2 separate regions of the Mus musculus genome follow, and region 1 is linked to region 2. Evidence: chromatin contacts called from public promoter capture Hi-C data. All regions are on one chromosome and are shown on one strand. Each heading gives the region's core, a stretch centred on a gene start, on an enhancer-like site or on the middle of the called end of the contact. The rest is flanking DNA. Distances are from core to core; before and after follow the strand shown. Region 1 holds the start of Snhg17 (small nucleolar RNA host gene 17). Region 2 holds the start of Mroh8 (maestro heat-like repeat family member 8).

Region 1 (5,428 bases), core at 1,094-3,593, 1.1 Mb before region 2:
TCTGTCACAGCTGTGCAAAATGGTGGATCACTTCCAGAAAGTTCACTTCCCCCCACATGGCATCTTCCAGGTCAGCCTGCTTAATTTAGTGAGATCCATCTCAAAGTTAAAATATATATATATATATATATTTTGCATTGGTGTTTTGCCTGCATGTATGTCTGCATGAGGGTGGGCAATCTCTGGGAACTGGAGCTACAGATAGTTGTGAGTTGCCACGTGGATGCTGCAAATTGAACCTGAGTTTTCTGGAAGAGGAGTCAGTACTCTTAACTGCTGACCTATCTCTCCAGCCCCTCAAAATTAAATTTTAAAAGAGGGCTGGTGTTTGGGCTTAGTGACAAAGCAATCACCTAGCGGGGGTGAAACATTTAGTGCTGGTTTAACCTCCAGTATCCAGAAAGAAAGAAAACTCCAATATGATGACATCAGTTGCCTTCTCATTGCTCTGTAAGATACGCTGACAAAAGCGAGCTGATCGGGAAGGAAGCTATTCTGGCTCCCAGTTGGAGGGTACAGTCTATCATGGGAGAGGGGTTCTGGTTGAGATGGCTGGTCATGCTGCATTCAAAGCTGGGACACAAAGAGTAACAATTGCTACTGCTCAGCTAATTCTCCACTGTTCAGCTCAAGACCCCAGACCAGAGAATGGTGCTGTCCACACCCAGTTAAGGTGGGCTTTCTCATCTTGTTTGGTATAATCTAGATCATTCCTTTACAAACAAGCCCAGCAGCTAACTTAATCTTGGTGTCCCTAACAGATGTGCCTAGCCTATTGTCTTCTAGGTGATTCTGAATCCTGTCAAGTTGGCAATATTAACCATGACAATGCTGACACAATATCTTGTTACAGTATTAAATTCATAAAAATACATCTACCTTTTGCCTTAATTTCTTAAAAAAAGATTTATTTATTTAATGGATAGGAGTACACTGTAGTTGTCTTCAGACACACCAGAAGAGGGCATCAGATCTCACTGTAGAAGGTTGTAAGCCACCATGTGGTTGCTGGGAATTGAACTCAAGACCTCTGGATGAGTGGTCAGTGCTCTTAACCGCTGAGCCATCTCACCAGCCCTAAAAAATATATATATATATATTTAATATATATTTAATATATATTTATATATATATTTAATATATATTATATATATATATATTAAATATACTTATTTAATATATTTAATATATAATACATATTTAATATATAATATATATTTAATATATATTTTAATAATATATATATATATTTTTTAATGGTTTTTTGAGACAGGGTTTCTCTGTATAGCTCTGGCTGTCCTGAAACTCACTTTGTAGACCAGGCTGGCCTCAAACTCAGAAATCTGCCTTCCTCTGCCTTCTAAGTGCTGGGATTAAAGGTGTGCGCCACCACGCCTGGCTTCCTTCCTTCCTTCCTTCCTTCCTTCCTTCCTTCCTTCCTTCCTTCCTTCCTTTCTTTCTTTCTTTCTTTCTTTCTTTCTTTCTTTCTTTCTTTTAATGCTATGCCTGCGAGTGTTTTGCCTGAAATACTATGTGTACCACTTTTACAGGCAGTGTTTACAATGTACAGAAGAGGGCGTCATATCCCCTAGAACTGGAGTTACAGACAAACATTAGGCTCTCTGTATGAGTACTGGGAATTGAACTCAGGTCCTCTGCAATTGCTTTAAGTCACTGAGCCATCTCTCCAGCCCAGACTATCTTTTGTCTTTAAGTCACCCTTAGAGGCGGAAGAGATGGCTGGCTCAGAGGTCATTTGGACTCTTTCAGTGGAGTTCCTTCTTCAGCCCCAAGGGCAGAGCTGCTGTACATAGGGCCAAGAGCCACATTTGGCCTAGGATCCAAGCAGAGTTTGGGAGTATGAAGACTTGGAAACACGTGAGCTCCTTCTCAAACATCTGTCTCTCATCTGTTACTTGGATCAGGACTTTTCTGGTTAAGGGAATCGTCCCATCGGCCTTATGATTTTTAGGTAGACTTTTAGCAAAGCATTCATTCTTTGCTCTCATCCCTTCCACATGCCAGTCTCAAGCCACTACTGACCTCGTGTGGTGGTGTTTAAAGTCATCATTTGTTCCTTTGTGACACCACTGAGCCATGTGCTGTGGAATCAGTAGTTTGTAAGAGAGGTCTGCTTCAGAACAAACAGAAAAAATACGGCAAACGAGAGACAGTTTCCTCCTAAAACGTATCATTGTTTAAAAAAAAAAAAAAATTAACTTAATATGTTCAAACAGTTGTTAGTCTCCTCTCCTCGTGGGGGCGCTGGAGGGCCCGCCGCTCGGAGATGCTGCTCTAGGCTGCAGCGTGCTTTGTCATTTGTTCTTCCGCCAGCGCCCATCGTGAAGACCACAGTTTCCTGTCGCGTGGATGTGTTTCCTCTCTGGCCATTGCCATCCGCCCAAATCTACAGACATCCCGCATGTTCCCGGGCTCGTCTCCCCAATACAGGGCACCAAGGTGAGTGCAAGGTGCATGGGCAGCGCCGTTTCCTCCATCAAGGAAACCGGGCTGCGGGCCGTCGGTGGGCGGCTGGTCTGCTGGGTCTAGAGGAGGGAGGGCCTCAAGCCGCGTGCTTTTCACCGTCTGAGTATCTGAAGCCTCAAAGCCATGTCTGTCGCCTACAAAAAGTGGGTCGGTGTTTACGACCTGTGTCCCATGTTTTTAGCATCCTACCAAGGCGAATCCATTGACCAGGATTTAAGTTGAGACTCCCCCAGGACCCCGGGTGCAGCATCTGGGTCCCCCTGCCCCGCCCTGCCTTGCGCCGCAGCCGCTTCCGTTGTCCTGCCAGGCTGTAGACTGCGCAGCCCTCCTGGAGACAGATGGAAGCTCCTTGGGTCGACAGATTACAGCTTCTGGAACCCCCTACTCCCTTCAACTCCGAGATGGACACCCACTGTCCAGGGAGAGGATGCCTGGGTAAGTGCTCTGCTATTCGGGAGCAACTTGAAGCCCGGGTGCCTGTAATTGGCCTTCCCATGGGTACCAGCAGAGGGGTGGTGTGGAGTTCTGATTACTACTTTTGAGGAGGTCGACAAAGCCACTGTGCAGAGAGAAGCTCGGTGAGGGCTCGAAATAACCAAGGGCAAGATTCTGGGGACAGTTCTGTTCCATGTTGCATAGTGGGGATTACAGAGGAAAGGGGGGGGTGTCTATGCTCCGTGGTTTGCTACCTGGCAGCTTTTGTGTTTGGGATTCTGGGTGCTTTCCCAGGTAACTGGGTGCTGTTCATGTGGCTCACCTGGGCTTATTGTATTTGCAGAAATAACAGCTGGGATCTACAGTGGCCAAAGAGTTGTCTCCGTCTTGCTACATCGACAAACTGGTGCTCCTGAGTGAGGATTGTGCCCTGGGATGGGGGATTCAGTTTCTTCATTTATAGTTGGAAGTGGGTGAAGGTGAGGTGAGGCTGGGTTCTTTGAGGTGTGCCTGCTTGTTGCTGTACCCACTTGGGATCTGTGTCTTGTGTGTCCTGTGTTCCCACTGTCGCTTCTGTACCCTTCTGCTTTACTCTGGTGGGTGGAGAGCAGAATGGAAAGGAGCCAGAAGATTTTGGGGGTCATATGCACCATCCAGATTTCAGCCACTGCTCTCTGCTGGCTTCCGGGCCTTGTCTGGTTCTTGATTTCCTCATCTGAAAAATGGGACTACCTCTGTGACATAAGAGTCCTGTCACCTCAGTTCTGCCAGCTGGGCAGGTTGCATTGATCTAAGACAGCAAGTGCTGAGCCTACTGCAGGTCTCGTGGCCAGTGCTTATTAGAACTGTCACCTCCTCCCGGCCAGTCTTCCGAGCTCTCCTTAAGGAACAGCTGTTGCTCAGTTAGGAGCAGCCTCTTTCCTTTGTTGGCTGTCTGGCTGTTGCCTATCTGTCCATCTCTTTCCAGTTTAACCATTACCCAGCTCTTGGCCATAGTCTTCCTTGCCCTCTGCCCCTGTATTCGAAAGTGATTGTGGGCTGCCTGTGCCCTGGTCATTGATACTGCAGGGAGAGGATTTGGAAAGCCTTTCCCCGTGTTTGGAGGATCCACACTCGTCCTTGCCAAACCCTGGTGCTTTCCCACATTGCCCGCTGCCTGCCGTTCTGGCACTTCTGGGAAGCAAAGGTAGGGAGCTCAGACGGTGGCTGCTTCCTTCAGATCCTTTCTCAGCCTCCACACCCAGTTGTCACTTCTTCAGGACACTTGAGACCGTGTAGAAAATGTCCTGTTGCTTGACTTCTAGAATGCATCTTGCTGTGTTCTGTTAGTCAAGAGGCAGGGTTCTGACTGAACAAATGAACGATCAAGGGGCAGTCACTTTCTGTAAGGCATTGTCGTGTGTCAACTGGGTAAACAGCCTGACAGGGAGGCCCAGGAGGGAGCAAATTTGCCGTTTTGCCTCCTTGAATTCTTCCCTCATGGCCTGCTTTTGACTCTTGCCTTCGGTAGCCACTTCGGAAGCGTTTTCCTCTCCACTCTGACAACAGGCAAGAGTGAGGGTCCAACAATACAGAGGAAGTAACGTGTCGCTGCTACTCTTCCATGCCCAGTGCCAGGAGCGACGGTACACTCCAGAGTGCTGTGCCCTGATGGGCCTTTGAGTGGCCAGTGCAGTGGATCATCAGCCCTGTCTCCCAAGAGCTCCAGTCCCTTCTCCGGAGAGGAAGTGGGTCCACTGGCAGCTCAGGAGGCCATAGCAGGTAAGTCATACACTTGCTACTGTTCAGAGGCCTCATCAAGAGATTGGAGTTTGAGAGAATGTAAGGATGGCTCTGTCCAGTCTGGAGCCCCAGCCTTTGAGTCCCTAGAGTTTCCTGTAGTATTTTCTGCCTCTTTGGGGGCGGGGAAGATGAGTGGGGAGTGGTGTGTGGATCCTCCCACCTAGGTCGTGCATGGGTAAGTGTGAGGCCTTTCCAGTGTTAGTGAATTGTAAGGGCAAGGGAGTGGACGTAGGCATTGAAGACACTTGTATATGCCACGGTCTCCCTCTTTTTGTCATTGTGTTGGGTAGCAGTGACTTGTTAGCAGTGGAGGGAAAAGTCATAGTTGAACGATGGAGAGTTAGGGTGGTCCGGAGCACCTATCTGCTCTGGCTCTTTGAGGCCCCTCCCTTCCCGTTCATTCTTCTGCCAGTGGCAGAAGTGCACCCACGTGTGTGCCTTGCTTCTGCCCTGGAAAGCTGGGCCTCAGCCTAGACATCAGGTGACTAGCTGTTACCTAGCTAGTCCCCAGATTCCACCTTAATTAAGCAGCCTTACCTGTTTTGATCTTCCATTTCCTGACTTGGAAAACTAAAGCTAAGACAAAGGTTTTTCAGGACTGACTCCCCCTTCTTCTTGGCAGATTGTGGGGCTCTGTGCAGTTGATGTTAGTTAACCACTGGATCCACGTGTTCACCGTGGCTTGCGCCCCTGCATCCGAAAGTGATCTTGGCTGCCGTGTCCT
Region 2 (5,768 bases), core at 2,691-5,190:
GGTGGAGAACACAGGCTTAGCCTCTAGAGGGGAGAGATAACCCCCACCTTCAACCACCAGGACAGTCTTTCATGCAAGCCCCAGGAATCTGAAGAGCAAGACTACACCATTCCCATTGAAAACTCCCCAGGACAGAACCAACCCTGAATCCTCATCTTGTCTCCTCAGCCTCACGCCGTCCTCTCCCACCCCCACACTGACACTTTCCCCCATTCCAACTCTGCATCACCTGTCCTTTCAGGTTTCAGCCTAAGCGGCTTTAGGAAGCTTTTCCAGGGGGCGCTGAAGGAATGGCTCAGAGGAGAAGAACACTTACTGCTCTTCCAGAGGACTGGAGTTCAGTTCCCAGCACCCACATGGTGGCTCACAACTACCTGGGACTCCAAATCTAAGTGACCTGATGCCCCCCTCTATCCTCCAAGCGCATTAGGCACACACGCAGTACAACTTCACTCACATTAAAATAGAAATTAATTTTAAAAAAAAGCTTCCCCTGAATTCGATGAGTGTACAATGAATGAGTGTACCTAGCCTCTGTGCTACACAGGAACCACAGCCAAGTTGTTCGGTTACCGTCCCAGCTTCCTCAGGCCCAAAGCAGACAACAACAGTGCCATCCCTGGGCCTGATATAAGTTAGGGTAGAGATTTTAGACTAATGACCGGGACATACCAAGCACTATATGAAGTCTCAGCTGGTGCTTCCATTACTGTGGGTGACAGTGTAGCCACTCAACACACTCTATACTGAACCTAACGGCACCCTCCACAACTAAGAATGTGAGGGCCGATTTCTCTGCTAAACTATCAGCTCCTGGAGGCTGAAGACTGCTTCTCATGACAATCTCAGTATTTCCAAGTCCTGCAGACGGCCAGGCACACGGTATGCCATGAATAAATACCTTACAACTAAATGGATGGCAAAACCAGGCCTGCTGTGATGCCCTAGGGGACAGGAAGAAGTTGTAGGAATGGCACCTGTCTCTCTTCCGTTAAAAATGAAAGAGGGTATTTCTGAATAGGCTGTGTCGTGAAAGTGAATCATCTGTCACCCAAGTTAAAAGCATTAAAAAGCAATTATAAGGTTGACCAATGGTCCTAAATCCTTTGCCCAAGCCAGTATGTGCAGAGGTGGTAGCTCAGTGTAGAATTCGTTCCCTGGGTTTGGTGCACAGCACCTCTAAGCTTCTAAGCCTAAACTGACAAAACAAAGAGCTCTACAATGTGTAGTAGCCATCAATATATTGCATGCTCCAGTTTCATCTGAATTAGAATCCCTTAAAGACATTACTTTACAAAGAAGAAAACTAAGGACTAGAGTAGCTTACACATGGCCAATCTTCACACTCCACTTAAAAGAATGAAATTAGGGCTGGCGAGATGGCTCAGTGGTTAAGAGCGCCGACTGCTCTTCCGAAGGTCCCGAGTTCAAATCCCAGCAACCACATGGTGGCTCACAACCATCCGTAATGAAATCTGATGCCCTCTTCTGGAGTATCTGAAGACAGCTACAGTGTACTTACATATAATAAGTAAATAAATAAATCTTTAAAAAAAAAAAAAAAGAATGAAATTAAATTGGTGTGAGGAGTATATACATATGGAGGTCAGAGGAACACTTGCACTTAGTGTTAGCTAGAAAACATGTAGGTCCTGAAGATTGGATTTGGATCATCTTATCAGCCAGGCTCAGCGACAAGATTCTTCCTTCCTTCCTTTCTTTCTTTCTTTCTTTCTTTCTTTCTTCTTCCTTTTTTGGAGAATGCTGAAGTGCATAACTCAGAATCACTCCTCTATAGACAGTAGTTTCATTTAAGTCTTTTGTGTGTCTGTCAACCTAAATGTGAAACTCTTCAGAACACTAAAGGCAGAGGTGATGGCTTAGCGGAGAATTCGTTCCCTGGGTTTGGTGCACAGAACCTCTAAGCCCCTAACCCTACACTAAGGAAGCCAAGAGCGCTACAACGTGTGGTACCCATCAATATACTGCATGCTCCAGTGCTTTTCCCTCCATGCTGGGAACTGAACCCCAAGCACTAGTTTAGTGTTAAAAATAAACATACAGCTCGGAACCGCCATTCTCAAACAGATTACATTCTAGTGGGAAAAAAAAGTTAAGAACCATGATTTATCCCATTGGAAAGCAGAGAGGCACTGGAGAGAAAATAAAGCACAGAACAGGTGTCTTGGTATCTTGGGAGGAATGTGTTCTGTATGCAGTGATCTCTCAAGGCCCAAATGAGAAACTGTAACAAGAAAACTAGATACAAAGACAGGATTGGAGCTCATATGTTAACAGGTAGCAGAAGCCAATCCAAAGGACCTGTAGGCAACTGAAAGAAGGCAACTGAAAGAAGGGACCACAGCACAGCTCTGAGTAGGGAAGCGATCTGACAAGCAATTTAACAGGATTGCTTTGCTGAAGACAATACTGGGTTATACCCGTTACACCCGCCTAAGCAGGGGTGAAGACAGGAGGAGGGGGAGGAGCTATGTAGGAGGATACTGCCATGCTCCAAATACAGAAAGAATGAGAGCCAATAAGGGAACAGAGGTGGAGGTGCTAAGGAAATAGTCAGTCTTGCCACAATTTGAAGTTAAAACCTATCAGAATTGCCAATGGCTAAGAAGATGTAGAGAAAGAGACATCGAGGCATTTGGCAAAATTCCCAATGACCAATGGGCAATCAGGGATTTGATGTAGTGAAGGACTATGATCACCGCTCCTCCAGCTAAACTGTGAATCCCCTTATAGCCTCTGTGCCAGAAGCTGAATCTTTCTACACTTAAGCACAGTAGCAACTTTTCTGGCTCGTACTTGAACACTCAATTGAATGGGTAGGCCCAAATTATACTGAGTTCTTTGTATGCACTGCACCAGTCTTTAAGCCTTCTAATATCCAAGTGAGGTGGGTATTTTCTGCATTTTACAAACCAAGAAATGGTTTGTAAACTATTTCATACCTGTCACTCCAGGACTAGGGAAACAGAGGCAAGATGGTGAGTCTGAGCTGGAGCCCCAGCTTCATAGTAAGACCCTACCTATTCTGTGTGTATTGTGGTACATGCACATAAGTGTATGCCAGTGCACAGGCATGCAGAGGCCAGAGTAAACACAGGATGACTTCCTCTGATGTTCTATGCCTTCTTGCCTTGAGGCAGGGCCTTTTCACTGATCTAGAACCATTTTTGCTAGACTAGATGGTTACCTCTTGGGATCTGCTGGTCTCTGCCCTCCAATGCTGGGGTTACGTGCACAATGCAGCCAGCCATACCCAGTGCTAAGATTTGAACTCAGATCCACAAGTTGCACTGAACCAACTCCCAGCTCCCTAGACCCTATCTAAGTAAAGAAAAGAAAAAAGGTTCTTAAGTAGGTGCCCACTCCCTTGCCCTGAGACAAATAACTGAAACTCAAACTTAAGTTTCAATGCAAGTTCTGACTTTAGCCACTTTACCAACAAATAAAATAGTGACTTGAATACACTAAGATTCCCACCTATCCACTCAGAATCTACCAAGCATTGAGTTTTGCCCGGCACTGTTAAAAGCAAGCACAGAAATATCATTTAACACAACTCTTGCGAAGCAGATACCAGATGAGAAACTAAGCTGTTGAGTCCCTGGCTTCTGTTCTCACAATCAATACGTGGCCGGTTACAAGTCTGCACCCGTAATATCACTTCATACCCTAGGCTTTCAGCTCCCAGACAGACCTGTGAGTCTCCTGTCCCTGTCAGGGAAAAGGAACCTAGAAGTCGAAGAAAGTCTAGTGACATGCTCAAAAGCTTTCATGATGCCAGGGGTGGCTCTCTGTGACAGGCGTAGGCCGCTGGTACTACTCGAATGAATGGAGGAGGCCAGGCTCGGGCTCCGCGCTGCCCGGGCTCGCGCTCGGCCTTGCGGGGACCCGTAGTCCCACGTCGCACGCCCCGCCACCAACCCTTCGGGTCCCCAGCACTTCACCAGCTCGCAGCCTCCGCCACACGCTCGACCCCGAAAGCGCCCGTGCCCATGCCCCTGCCCCGTAGGGGAGGGGAACCGCGCCTAGCCGGCGCCCGTGTGGTCCGCACTAGCCTCCCGCGGGCGACGCCCCGCTCCCCAAAGCGTGTCGGCCGCGGGGCCCCACTATTGAGCCATGCGCAACGCCTCACCCGGCGGCGCCATTCCTCCGAGCAGGTCCCACCGGAGCCCGAGCAGGCAGACTTCCGCTCCGGGAAGTGGCTCCAAGAGCGCGCCGGAGGGGACGCCAGGGACCCGCGGCACACGCCACTTGCCAGAATGGGCTCCCGGCAAAGGTCAGTCGCGGCGGTCCCGCTTGGCAGGGCCGTGCCCGGCAGCCGCAGTGTGGGGCAGTTGAGTCGCGGCGTGCGAACCTCACTCACGGGTCCTGCTTGCCAAGCCGTCCTCTCCCCCGCGCCGGGACCCACTTGGAACCGACCGCCTCTCAACCGCCCTGCTCACGCCGCCACCGGGACCCGATTGGGCCGGGCCTTGGGGCGGGCCTAAGACGGGGCCACCTCTGATTGGCCAGTGACAGTGACTGGCCGGACGCGCTGTCACTCACGGTTCTCTCCCGCAGCCCGGCCAATTTTAAAAGGGTCCGGTTGGGAGGGGAGCGTTATCGTAACATTTGATTTTATCCACTTTGGGAAATTATGGTTAATGCATTACTTAGATTATTAATAATTGGCTGGTGAGTGAGGGTTTATCCAGTTTTCAAACCTGTGAGCTATACAGGTAACGGAGAGGAGCGTTTTAAAATGTTTGATTTTTTTTTTTTGAAAATTTCATACAATATATTTTGATCATATTCATTTCCTTCCCCCAACACCTTCCATATCCTCCCCCAACTCCCTACACACCCAACTCATGCTCTATTTTTCCTCTTTCTAAAGTAAAAAACAAACTAAGCATGGAGTCCTGCCCTGGAGAGTGGTTGATATACCCAGTCACTCCACTGAAGAAAACTGATTTTCCCTCTCCCAGCAGCTATCAGTTATGAATAGTTTTGGCTACAGTTGGGTCTTTTGTGCCCACTCCCCCTTCTCTGTGTTTTGTATGGCTTGAGCTTTTGTGGGTCTTGTGCATACTGACACAATCCCTGAAAAACTGCTTATTGGAAGCCGTTTATCACCCCTGGCTCTTAAACAATCCTTCTCCTCTTCCACATAGACCCACGCCCATGAGCCCTGAGGTAAAGGGGATGCTGTAGACATCCCATTTAGGGCTGAGTGTCCCAAGATCTCTTATTCTCTGTGTGTTGACCAGTTTTGGGTCTCCGTGTTAATTGCTGTCTACTCCAGGAAGGGTTGAGGGATGCGCTGGTCTGCAAATTTAACAGACTCAAAAATGGAAGCCAGAACTAATGTGTAGCTCTGATTACCGAGCTCACAATATAGGCAGAAAGAGTACTGAGCACCCTACATATGTTATCTTATTTACTCTTTATTATTATTCTGTGAAATGTTACTTTTAATACTTTAAAAGGAAGGAAATATTTCAGCCCTTGCGTTCTGATGACAGCCTAGATGTGTGCTAATTAACTATTGTGAACATGTAGAATTTTGCAATACAGCAATGCTGCTTCTCTTCAGTATCACTCCAGATATGTAGCGGGGAGTCGGACCACTCCTCCATACAGCAGTCACTAGCTCTCTGCAGTAATTTCTCTTTGAACTTAGTCCAATTAAGTAAAATTTAAGCTTCAGCTCCTCAGCTATACTATGCTTCTGATCAGCCAATGCTGTGCTCAGGGTAGCTGGTGGA

The links. Promoter capture Hi-C pulls out the DNA fragments that hold promoters and counts their contacts.
Region 1: a promoter capture Hi-C map of hippocampal neurons shows a contact between it and region 2, with 4 times the contacts expected there. The contact joins the promoter of Snhg17 here to the promoter of Mroh8 in region 2. A contact is called at or near these places in 8 of 39 promoter capture datasets (the 3T3-L1 cell line, 3T3-L1-derived adipocytes, the HPC-7 cell line and 4 more), 4 of 484 Hi-C or Micro-C datasets (B cells, cerebellum and cortical neurons), 2 of 115 datasets of contacts at active chromatin or transcription factors (astrocytes and embryonic forebrain) and 2 of 9 other capture datasets (adipose tissue and embryonic stem cells).

Annotation. Positions count from the first base shown.
Region 1 is chr2:158,358,437-158,363,864 of GRCm38.p6, reverse strand. It overlaps Snhg17 (small nucleolar RNA host gene 17), which reads left to right and starts at 2,343. Exons shown (of 6, transcript NR_027887.1): 1 at 2,343-2,460; 2 at 2,795-2,922; 3 at 3,266-3,401; 4 at 4,534-4,683. LOC115489589 (a small nucleolar RNA gene) reads left to right here and starts at 3,936; the gene lies at 3,936-4,067. It also overlaps the pseudogene LOC115489593. RefSeq lists a cis regulatory region at 2,135-2,411.
Region 2 is chr2:157,277,721-157,283,488 of GRCm38.p6, reverse strand. Mroh8 (maestro heat-like repeat family member 8) reads left to right here and starts at 3,940. Exons shown (of 25, transcript NM_001039557.4): 1 at 3,940-4,297. The coding sequence starts at 4,014. Rpn2 (ribophorin II) reads right to left here and starts at 4,391. Exons shown (of 17, transcript NM_019642.4): 1 at 4,154-4,391. The coding sequence starts at 4,166.